Regions from separate parts of the Mus musculus genome. Here all the other regions are linked to region 3. The links are chromatin contacts, called in public HiChIP or PLAC-seq maps. All regions are on one chromosome and are shown on one strand. The core of a region is the stretch at or near the end of the contact, and the rest is flanking DNA. Distances in the headings are between cores, read along the strand shown.

The links. HiChIP or PLAC-seq counts read pairs in DNA pulled down with a chosen protein or histone mark.
Region 1: a contact with region 3 is called in a FOXA1 HiChIP or PLAC-seq map of pancreatic cancer cells. The contact joins the enhancer-like site here to the promoter of Tbc1d13 in region 3. A contact is called at or near these places in 1 of 39 promoter capture datasets (hippocampal neurons), 1 of 15 datasets of contacts at CTCF or cohesin (the NIH/3T3 cell line), 1 of 484 Hi-C or Micro-C datasets (bone marrow-derived macrophages), 11 of 115 datasets of contacts at active chromatin or transcription factors (the 230-238 cell line, bone marrow-derived macrophages, embryonic stem cells and 4 more) and 3 of 9 other capture datasets (adipose tissue, embryonic stem cells and liver).
Region 2: an H3K27ac HiChIP or PLAC-seq map of embryonic stem cells shows a contact between it and region 3, with 8 read pairs. The contact joins the enhancer-like site here to the promoter of Tbc1d13 in region 3. A contact is called at or near these places in 6 of 39 promoter capture datasets (cranial neural crest, embryonic stem cells, frontonasal cranial neural crest and 2 more), 3 of 484 Hi-C or Micro-C datasets (bone marrow-derived macrophages, embryonic stem cells and nephron progenitors), 4 of 115 datasets of contacts at active chromatin or transcription factors (the 230-238 cell line, bone marrow-derived macrophages, embryonic stem cells and 1 more) and 4 of 9 other capture datasets (adipose tissue, embryonic stem cells, liver and 1 more).

Annotation. Positions count from the first base shown.
Region 1 is chr2:30,318,186-30,320,885 of GRCm38.p6, reverse strand. The region is part of intron 15 of Nup188 (nucleoporin 188); the gene reads right to left. Among named protein-coding and RNA genes, the nearest start is that of Gm39780, 21 kb to the right of the region's middle. Within about 2 kb of position 1,430, at least 8 of the 459 cell types and tissues checked have an H3K27ac peak or open chromatin away from gene starts, as enhancers often do. A contact at or near this core is called in pancreatic cancer cells, where this site is marked.
Region 2 is chr2:30,335,419-30,338,118 of GRCm38.p6, reverse strand. Nup188 (nucleoporin 188) reads right to left here. Exons shown (of 44, transcript NM_198304.3): 31 at 1,718-1,795; 32 at 1,392-1,477; 33 at 1,042-1,187; 34 at 714-895. Among named protein-coding and RNA genes, the nearest start is that of Sh3glb2, 23 kb to the left of the region's middle. Within about 2 kb of position 1,413, at least 21 of the 459 cell types and tissues checked have an H3K27ac peak or open chromatin away from gene starts, as enhancers often do. A contact at or near this core is called in embryonic stem cells, where this site is marked.
Region 3 is chr2:30,132,315-30,135,014 of GRCm38.p6, reverse strand. Tbc1d13 (TBC1 domain family, member 13) reads right to left here and starts at 1,269. Exons shown (of 12, transcript NM_146252.3): 1 at 1,103-1,269; 2 at 145-218. The coding sequence starts at 1,125.

The DNA of each region.
Region 1 (2,700 bases), core at 181-2,680, 190 kb before region 3:
TTTACCTCTCAAATATCCACTCGAAAACTTTTATTTTATACACAGCCTTTTCCCAACCATCTCTTGTTGAGGACTGTGGTTATGAAAATGACACGCTAGTTCCTAAGAGTTCACATGTTCAATGCAGTATTATGTATGAAGGCCTGACGCTGATGCATAATGATTGCAGAGGACCAAAGGGATGAGCGAGGTAGTTGCTGGTCCTTGTAGGAGACAGCAGCAGAGGGCACACAGCCAGGACAGTAGGCTATGCCCCTTTCTCTGTAGTACTGAAGTATGCTCTGCAAAAGTGGCACGTATGGTTAGCCAAGCAGTCATCACCCTGGTGCCAGGAAGGTTTACAGAGCACGTTCATCTTTCAATTTTTTTTTTTTTTTGAGACAGGGTTTCTCTGTGTAGCTCTGGCTGTCCTGGAACTCACTCTGTAGACCAGGTTGGCCTTGAACTCAGAAATCTGCCTGCCTCTGCGTCCGGAGTGGTGGGATTAAAGGCGTGTACCACCACTGCCCGGCGATCTTTAAATATTTTAAGGCAGACCATAAAGACTACCATTTTGACTTAGCTTTGTGGAATATTCTAAAAGCGAGGAGAACTAAACTGGCAAAATAATGTTTGAGTCTTTCCAAATCTTAGCCGTCTACATTGCTGTACAAGCTGTTCTCACCACAGCTGTACACTGGACCACTGCTCTCTGTATAAAGAATACTATTCCACTGAGACGGAGTGGAAGAAGCAACAAGACTCTACTGGGTAGAGCAAGCAATGTACAGAGTCAACAGTGTCTGACAGAATTCCCACTGTAGTGCAGATGGTGATCCTATGATGGTGGTCCTTTTCATGCAGCTTGCTAATCCAGTCTTCGTCCTTTTGAGACAGGGTCTCAATATTTAACCCTGGCTATCCTAGAACTTGCTGTGTAGACCAGGTTGGTCTTGTACTCTGCCTGTCTCTGTCTCTACCACTGTCAGCCCAATTTAAATCTTAACAACCATTCACACAAAACAGGTCATTAGAAGGATTATCTATTTTCTACATCTTTGAGCCTACTAACTTTTTTTGTTTGTTTGTTTGTTTGTTTTTGAGACAGGGTTTCTCTGTGTAGCCCTGGCTGTCCTGGAACTCACTCTGTAGACCAGGCTGGCCTTGAACTCAGAAATCCGCCTGCCTCTGCCTCCCAAGTGCTGGGATTAAAGGCATGTGCCACCATGCCCGGCAAACCTATTAACTTTTAAGTCTGATTTATAATATGACACCAAATAATGTGTAATGGTGACAAGTGAGACCCATCTCCTTTTTGGTGTGTCACCCGAGATAAACTACAGCACTGGAGCAGAGGTGACCCTCCAAACCCACACTGCACATCAGTTCATGGGCCACACATGACTTGGGCAGGAAGTCAGTGTAATCAGCAATGGACTTTCACTTACTTTAACTCTGACATCACTAAGCAAACAATCCCCAAAGTCTCTCCACAAGGTGGAGCTTCCAGGGAGCGTATAGAAAGCACATCTGACAGTATCAGAAGAAAATGTGCATTATTCCGTCCGTGATTTCTACAAGGACTTGTGTGAACACTAAAACTGAGGAGGGCACTTTGGTGCACACCTTTAACTTCTAGCACTCAGGAGGGAGGGTCTATAGGATCTCTGAGTTTGAGGCCAGCCTGGTCTATAGTGTAAGTTCTATGATAGCTAGGGCTATGTAAACAAACAGACACTGTCTCAACACACACACACACACACACACACACACACACACACACACACACACACACACACATAAAACAACCCATCCAAAAAAGATTTTAAATCAAATTTGAAGTGCTAAAACTTGGGCTTGAGCTGGGCATGGTGGCGCACGCCTTTAATCCCAGAACTCGGGAGGCAGAGGCAGGTGGATTTCAGAGTTTGAGGCCAGCCTGGTCTACAAACTGAGTTCCAGGACAGCCAGGGCTATACAGAGAAACCCTGTCTCAAAAAAAAAAAAAAAAAACAAACAAACAAAAAAACAAAACAAAACAAAAAAACTTGGGCTTGAGAGATGGCTCAGTGGTTAAAAGCACTGACCACTCTTCCAGAAGTCCTAAGTTCAAATCCCAGCAACAACATGGAGGCTCACAACCATCTGTAATGGTATCCAATGCCCTCTTCTGGTGTGTCTGAAGACAGCTACTCATGTATTCACATACATGAAATAAATATATCTTAAAAAAAATACTAAAACTAAACACAATATAGGAATATTTCACTAGTATCAACATGTACATACAGAAAACAGCAAAACTGTTTTTCTTCTAGTTTGATATTTGAATTATATGTATATAAAAAGATGGGTGCTCTGAAGAACACTTTAGGGCTGGATCCTATCTCATACTGCATAGACTCTGTGGGAAAAATGTTTAAATAGGAAACCTGAAACCTCCAGTGTTTAAGGGGTGAAAAGTCATTAAGTCAGAATAAACACACACACGCACACACACACACGCGCGCGCACACACTTGCGCGCACATGCTCCCATGTCCTCAGCAGGGCTTTCCTTCAGAAACCAAGCAGTGAGTGTCCTAGCATAAGAGAACATGCTCACAAAACCTTTGGGGTTAGTGTGCCTGCTACTAACACTGTCAACTTGACACAAGCTGGAGTCATACAGCAAGCATCTCAACTGAGACAATACCCCTCTAGCCTGGCCCGTAGGTAAGTC
Region 2 (2,700 bases), core at 164-2,663, 200 kb before region 3:
GTTTCCCACTAATAGTACTTGCTTTCACATCATACAAAACATACCCGAAATTCTTTTTAGAATAGGCAGGAAGTTAGAGGCTAGCCTGGGCTACAAAGTAGGACTACCTCTAAAAAAAAATAAATAAATAAAAAATAAATAAAAAGGAAAAGGCTGGTAGTAGAAAACATTGCTCTAGTCAGGCATAGTAGAGCATGCCTTTAATCCCAGCTTTTGGGTGGAGGAAACAGAGGCAGAGGCAAGAGGGCAGCAGATCTCTATAGGTTTTAAGTCAGCCTGGTCTACAAAGGACAGCCAGGGCTGTTACACAGAGAAACCCTGTCTTAAGTCCTGCCCTCACCAGAGAAAAGACTGTTCTATAGTGTATCCATTATCTCTTCTAGAGTGAGCCCTTAGGTTAAAGAGCCCATGCCTGCCCTATAAAGCAACCCTCTCTAGCCCACCCCTGCCCTCACTCTGCTCACACCAACCAGGGATCAGAACACAGCAGATGCTGACCTGAAGCTGCTCACACCTTCCACGGTCCACCCGATCTTCCCGGCACACGATGCCTGCCTGACTAGCTCTGCTGAAATGGCTGAGAGCCATGCCTCTCCCAGGGCTTCCCTCAAAGCCTGCGCCCACAGGCTCCCACCTTCCCGTCCTCCCCCAGGGTGGTGGCAGCCTTGAGTACAGCCTGTGTGCTGTCAGACAGCCTGCTGATGTCCCCTCACCCCATCACGCTGGTCCTTGTGCCGGGGCCGAGGGCAGTCATCTGTCTCCATGCTGTCCTTGTCCTCGGCAGCGCTGTCGGATGCCAGGCTGTGGCGGGTCTGATCAAAGAGTGCAATCACCTCTTCTTGGAGAGTCTCACAGACGTTCAGCACCAGCTGGGAGTACTGGGGGATATCACCGACTGCAGAACAGATGAGAGGGTGCTGTCACACAGGTGGGCCATTCTGACGAAAGGCAGTAGAGTACCAAGAGGAAGGGGAAGGGGTAGTGGGAAATAAAGCACTCCCGGTGTAAAAATCCCACGGCCCAGTTGGAGCTGGGGCTCACCTCGCAGCTCCTTCATCTGTAACACTGTGATGAATGCAGAGAACACCTTGGCCTTGGTCTTTTCCATGAGCTGCTGGTCTGCCTGAAGCACCCCTTCCAGGATCTCTGTCAAGGGCCCAAGGATTTTCTCCACAGCACCCAGCTCTCTGAAAGACCAAGGCAGCAGCATGCCTCACTCAGTGTCCCCAGTGCCCCTCAGAAGCCACAGGCAGTCTCCCTCACTGCAGGCTTGTCTGCCGAGTTGCTCCATTTTCTGTGAAGTATACTAGACGGTCTGGGTGAGGAAGGGTGGGCAGGCAGTGCTGAGGCAGATGGAGCCTCGGGCGGCCAGCTCTCGTCCCAGCACTCACCTCTTCCACTGGCGTAGGAGGATAAGCAGCAGGGTGCACATCATGGAGCCCAGCCGGAGGCAGTTCACAGATGCTGCCACAAGGAGCTGAGGGGAGGAGCGGCAGAGCAGTCAGGAGTCTGGCTGCTTAGAAGCAGCCTCCACTGCACAGATAGACACACAGGCCCTCCTCACCTAACCCTGACTTCTCCCAGGAGCAAGGAGCTGGGGCACCTCTTTATCACTGAGCCTCACCTCCAGGCCACCTGAGCACTGACTGACCGCCCTTTGAGCACTGAGAGCTCCCTGTGTGACCTTCAGGAAAGGGGAACTCCCGGGCATACTTACTAATGCTTTGGTCCCATCAAGCACATCAAGAAACAGCTGGCGCCGCACTGCCATGTCAGTCAAGTGCATGACGTCTGCCTGCAATGGGCGGGAGAAGGATTATGCTCAAGACAGACTTTAAGAACCAAGAAGTGAAGGGCTTCATGAGGCCATTCCCAATCGGAACTCCATCCATCCTTCCTGTGCTCCGCATTCTGCTCAGGCTTCCCAGGGACAAGAAGGTCACCTGCTGTAGGACCTTCAGCCCCACCTGGGCTCCCTCTAGCCCAGCCCTCCCTACAACCTCCTCCTTTTCGTTTCTTTGAAAGTGGTCTCACCATGTTGTTATGCAGGCTGTGGCTAACCCATGGTCCTCTGTGCTCCAGCTTCCCTGTTAGCATGTGCTAATAACCACACCCACTCATCGATGGCTCTGAACATACCAAGTGCTTTCTCCTGCACTCAACGCCTGCAGTCTCATCTGCCTAGACTTCATGCCGACATGCTCTCTGCCCAAGGCATCTTACATACTCAGGTGTCTGGCATTACTTCTCAGAGGCCACCATGGCTACTCTTATGTCATGTGTTAGCTATCACATCATCGTCCTTGCCATTATCATCAAGTACAACCCCCTTACAGTTTCATCTGCGAGTTTACAACTGACCTCAAGCCCTTATCTGCCCCCACCCCTCTCTCAATACACAGTGTCTCTGTGTAGCCTGGCTGTCTAGTAACTGACTTTGTAGACCAGGCTAGGCCTCAAACTCAAAGATCCAGCTGCCTCTGCCACCACAGTTAACACCCCTCCCAGCCTCCCCACCCCTTCTCTGACACTTTGAGTCAAACAGCAGTTTCCCCTCCCTTCACTCCTCCCAGTCCCCTTCCTACATTTCCATTAAAAAAGAAAAGAATGGACCTCCCAGGGATATCAAGTTAACCCATCAGAATGAGTTACTGTAAGACTAAGAACAAACCCTCAAAATTAGGCTGTACAAGCCAAGCA
Region 3 (2,700 bases), core at 20-2,519:
TCCCTAGGCACAAAGGGTTACCACCGGTGCAGTCTTCAGGCCACTTCAAGGGATTTGGGGGATCACCCCCCCCCCCCAGCTAAGGGCCAGCTTTCTGCCGGCAGGCAGGTTTCCAGGGAAACCCTGAGTAAAAGTGCATCTTACCACTAAAACTGAGTTCTCGAAGCTTTTCCAACACAATGGAGGGCTCCTTCAGGACATCCTGGAAATCTGCAATCCTTCAAGGGCAGAAAAGGAAACGCCAAGGTAACAGGCTTAATGACCACTCTTGCAGCCAGCCCAAAGATCTTTCACTCCCAACGGTCTCCAACTACCAGCTTAGGGAAGTGGACAATACAAGTTTCTTCCTCTAAGATCTGCCATGTCAACGAAAAGCCATGAGAGGTATTCTAATCCAAAGGGTTTGAAGTGAGAACTTAACATTAAGCACTGTCCACTGTTAGCGAGCTGGCATTTCCTGGGCACTTGCTGCGGCCAAGCCCAGCCCACAGCACACCACTACCCGAATTCACACAACCAAGCTTCCTGCAACCAGGAGTAATTGGATCCACAGACAACAGACTTGTACAATCTCCCCATGGCTCCCGAAGCTCTTGGCTGGGTAAAGGGGAGGGGGCACAGACTTCTCGGGCCTGCCCTCAGGCAAAGACAAAAGACTAAAAATTAGTCCTGGAGTGACCAGAATTTAGCGGGCGTTGCAAGATGTGCCTGGGGTGGGGGTAGGAGGTGGATTTAAGAGGCCAGATTGGAGAACCTGGATCCCCTGGTGTTTCTCATGAGCATGGAGCACAGGGACAGGGGCATTTGGGGGCGGGGGAAGGTGCGAATCCTAGAGCGAGGAAGCGGGGAGGGTAATAGGGGGCTGGACAAGGGAGACACTAGGGAAAGGGGTCCCGAGTGAGAGAGAAAGAAAGGTGACACTGAGGTAAGAGAAGCATCTCTGCTTCTCGCCTCTGCCACACAGGCAATGAGACCGTAAGGGGGCTCGCCGCCGGGGGAGGGGGCTGTTCTTGGCCGCACATGCGCTGAGCAGCTCTCTCTGTGCGAAGGCCCGGCCTGGACGGAGCGGTCTGGGTGCAGTCTTGACCTCAGGTCTCCTTACCGGCTCTTGTGCAGACTCGACATGGTGTTGACTTCCGGACTCCCGAGCTGCTTCTGCAGCCCCAGCTGCCGCCACCGCCACCGCCCCCCTCCCTCCGGGGACACGGGGCGCTGGGCAAAAGCCTCCGGCAGGAAGCAGAACTTGGAGCGTGCGCGTTCCGCGGGGGCGGGGCCGCGCTGGGTCCGCCCAAGGGTCACGTGACGGGGACTTCTTTAAGGCTAGGCAAACCGTCAGTTGAGCGTCAGGACGGCGTGACTGTCAGTGATCCCGCTGGCTATGAGTCTCCCGCCCTCAGTTTCTGATTACTGAATACACTTGTCTATCTCTCTCACTCCCTGTCATTAACTGCGGTACAGTTGTTTGGTTGATTGAACTAGTTGTTTGAACTAGACTTAGTCTCCGGTGTGGTCTCATTCAATGTCGAGTCCTTCCTTATGGAAATGACCCTGTTGCTCAGTAAATACCTCTCGGAGGAGCCGGAGGAGTACAGCTCAAGGTTTCCTTGACTTTGGAAGTTCATAAACTAGAATTCTGGCAAGCCTGGCGGTGGTAGCTCACGCCTTTAATCCCAGCTAGAAGCAGGAGGATCTTTGAACTGACCTACAGAGTTCCAGGACAGGAAGAGCCACACAGAGAAACTCTGTCTTGAAACTCCTCCCCTCCCCCGCACTCCCATCCCCAAGTAGAATTTCTGTAATTGCACAATTTTAAAGCAATAGAAAATGAAAAACAGGAGCTAAGGGTGTAACTCAGTTGGTAAACTCAGTTGTGAGTGTGAACTTAAAAGAGCAACTATGAAAATCATTGGCTAGCATGCACGAAACCAGGTTTCAGGTTCAGCACTCCTTGTAGCTGGATTTGGGGAAACATGCCAGTAATGCCAGCATTTGAGAGGTGGAAGCAGGAAGATCAGAAGTTGAAGGTTCAAGAAGTTCACTCTGCTAGAAGTGAATTCGCTGTTGATGCTCCAGGGAATAAAGCACTCACGTGAGCGTGAGCTCTGGCGTTTGGATCCACAGAATTCATGAAAGAGCTGCCAAGAGGGGCGGGAATGTGCAAGGTTTAGACGGCAAACAGACTCGCTGGACTACCTTCAGTGAATAAAGGGGAGAGCCATCAAGGAAAGCAAATGGCCTTTAGGTCAGGGCCCCTATACACACGTTATTGCTACACATATTTGCACACACAGGCACACAATTTCTTCTGTAAATTATGTGTATGGGTGCTTTGCCTGCATGTATGTCTGTGCACCACTTACCTGCCTGGAGGTCAGAAGAGTGTTGGATTCCTGTGGAACTGGAGTTGTAGATAGTTGTGAGCTGGGAAATGAACTAGACCCTCAGAAAGAGTAACTAGAGCTCTTAACTTCTGAACTATTTCTTCAGTACCCCTCCCACACACACACAATGTTTTTTTTAATTTAAAAAAGAGAGCTGGGGGCTGGAGAGATGGTTCAGTGGTTACGAGCACTACTGCTCTTCCAAAGGTACTGAGTTCAATTCCCAGCAACCACATGGTGTCTCACAACCATCTGTAATGAGATCTGATGCCTTCTTCTGGTCTATCTGAAGACAGCTACAGTGTACTCATATACATAA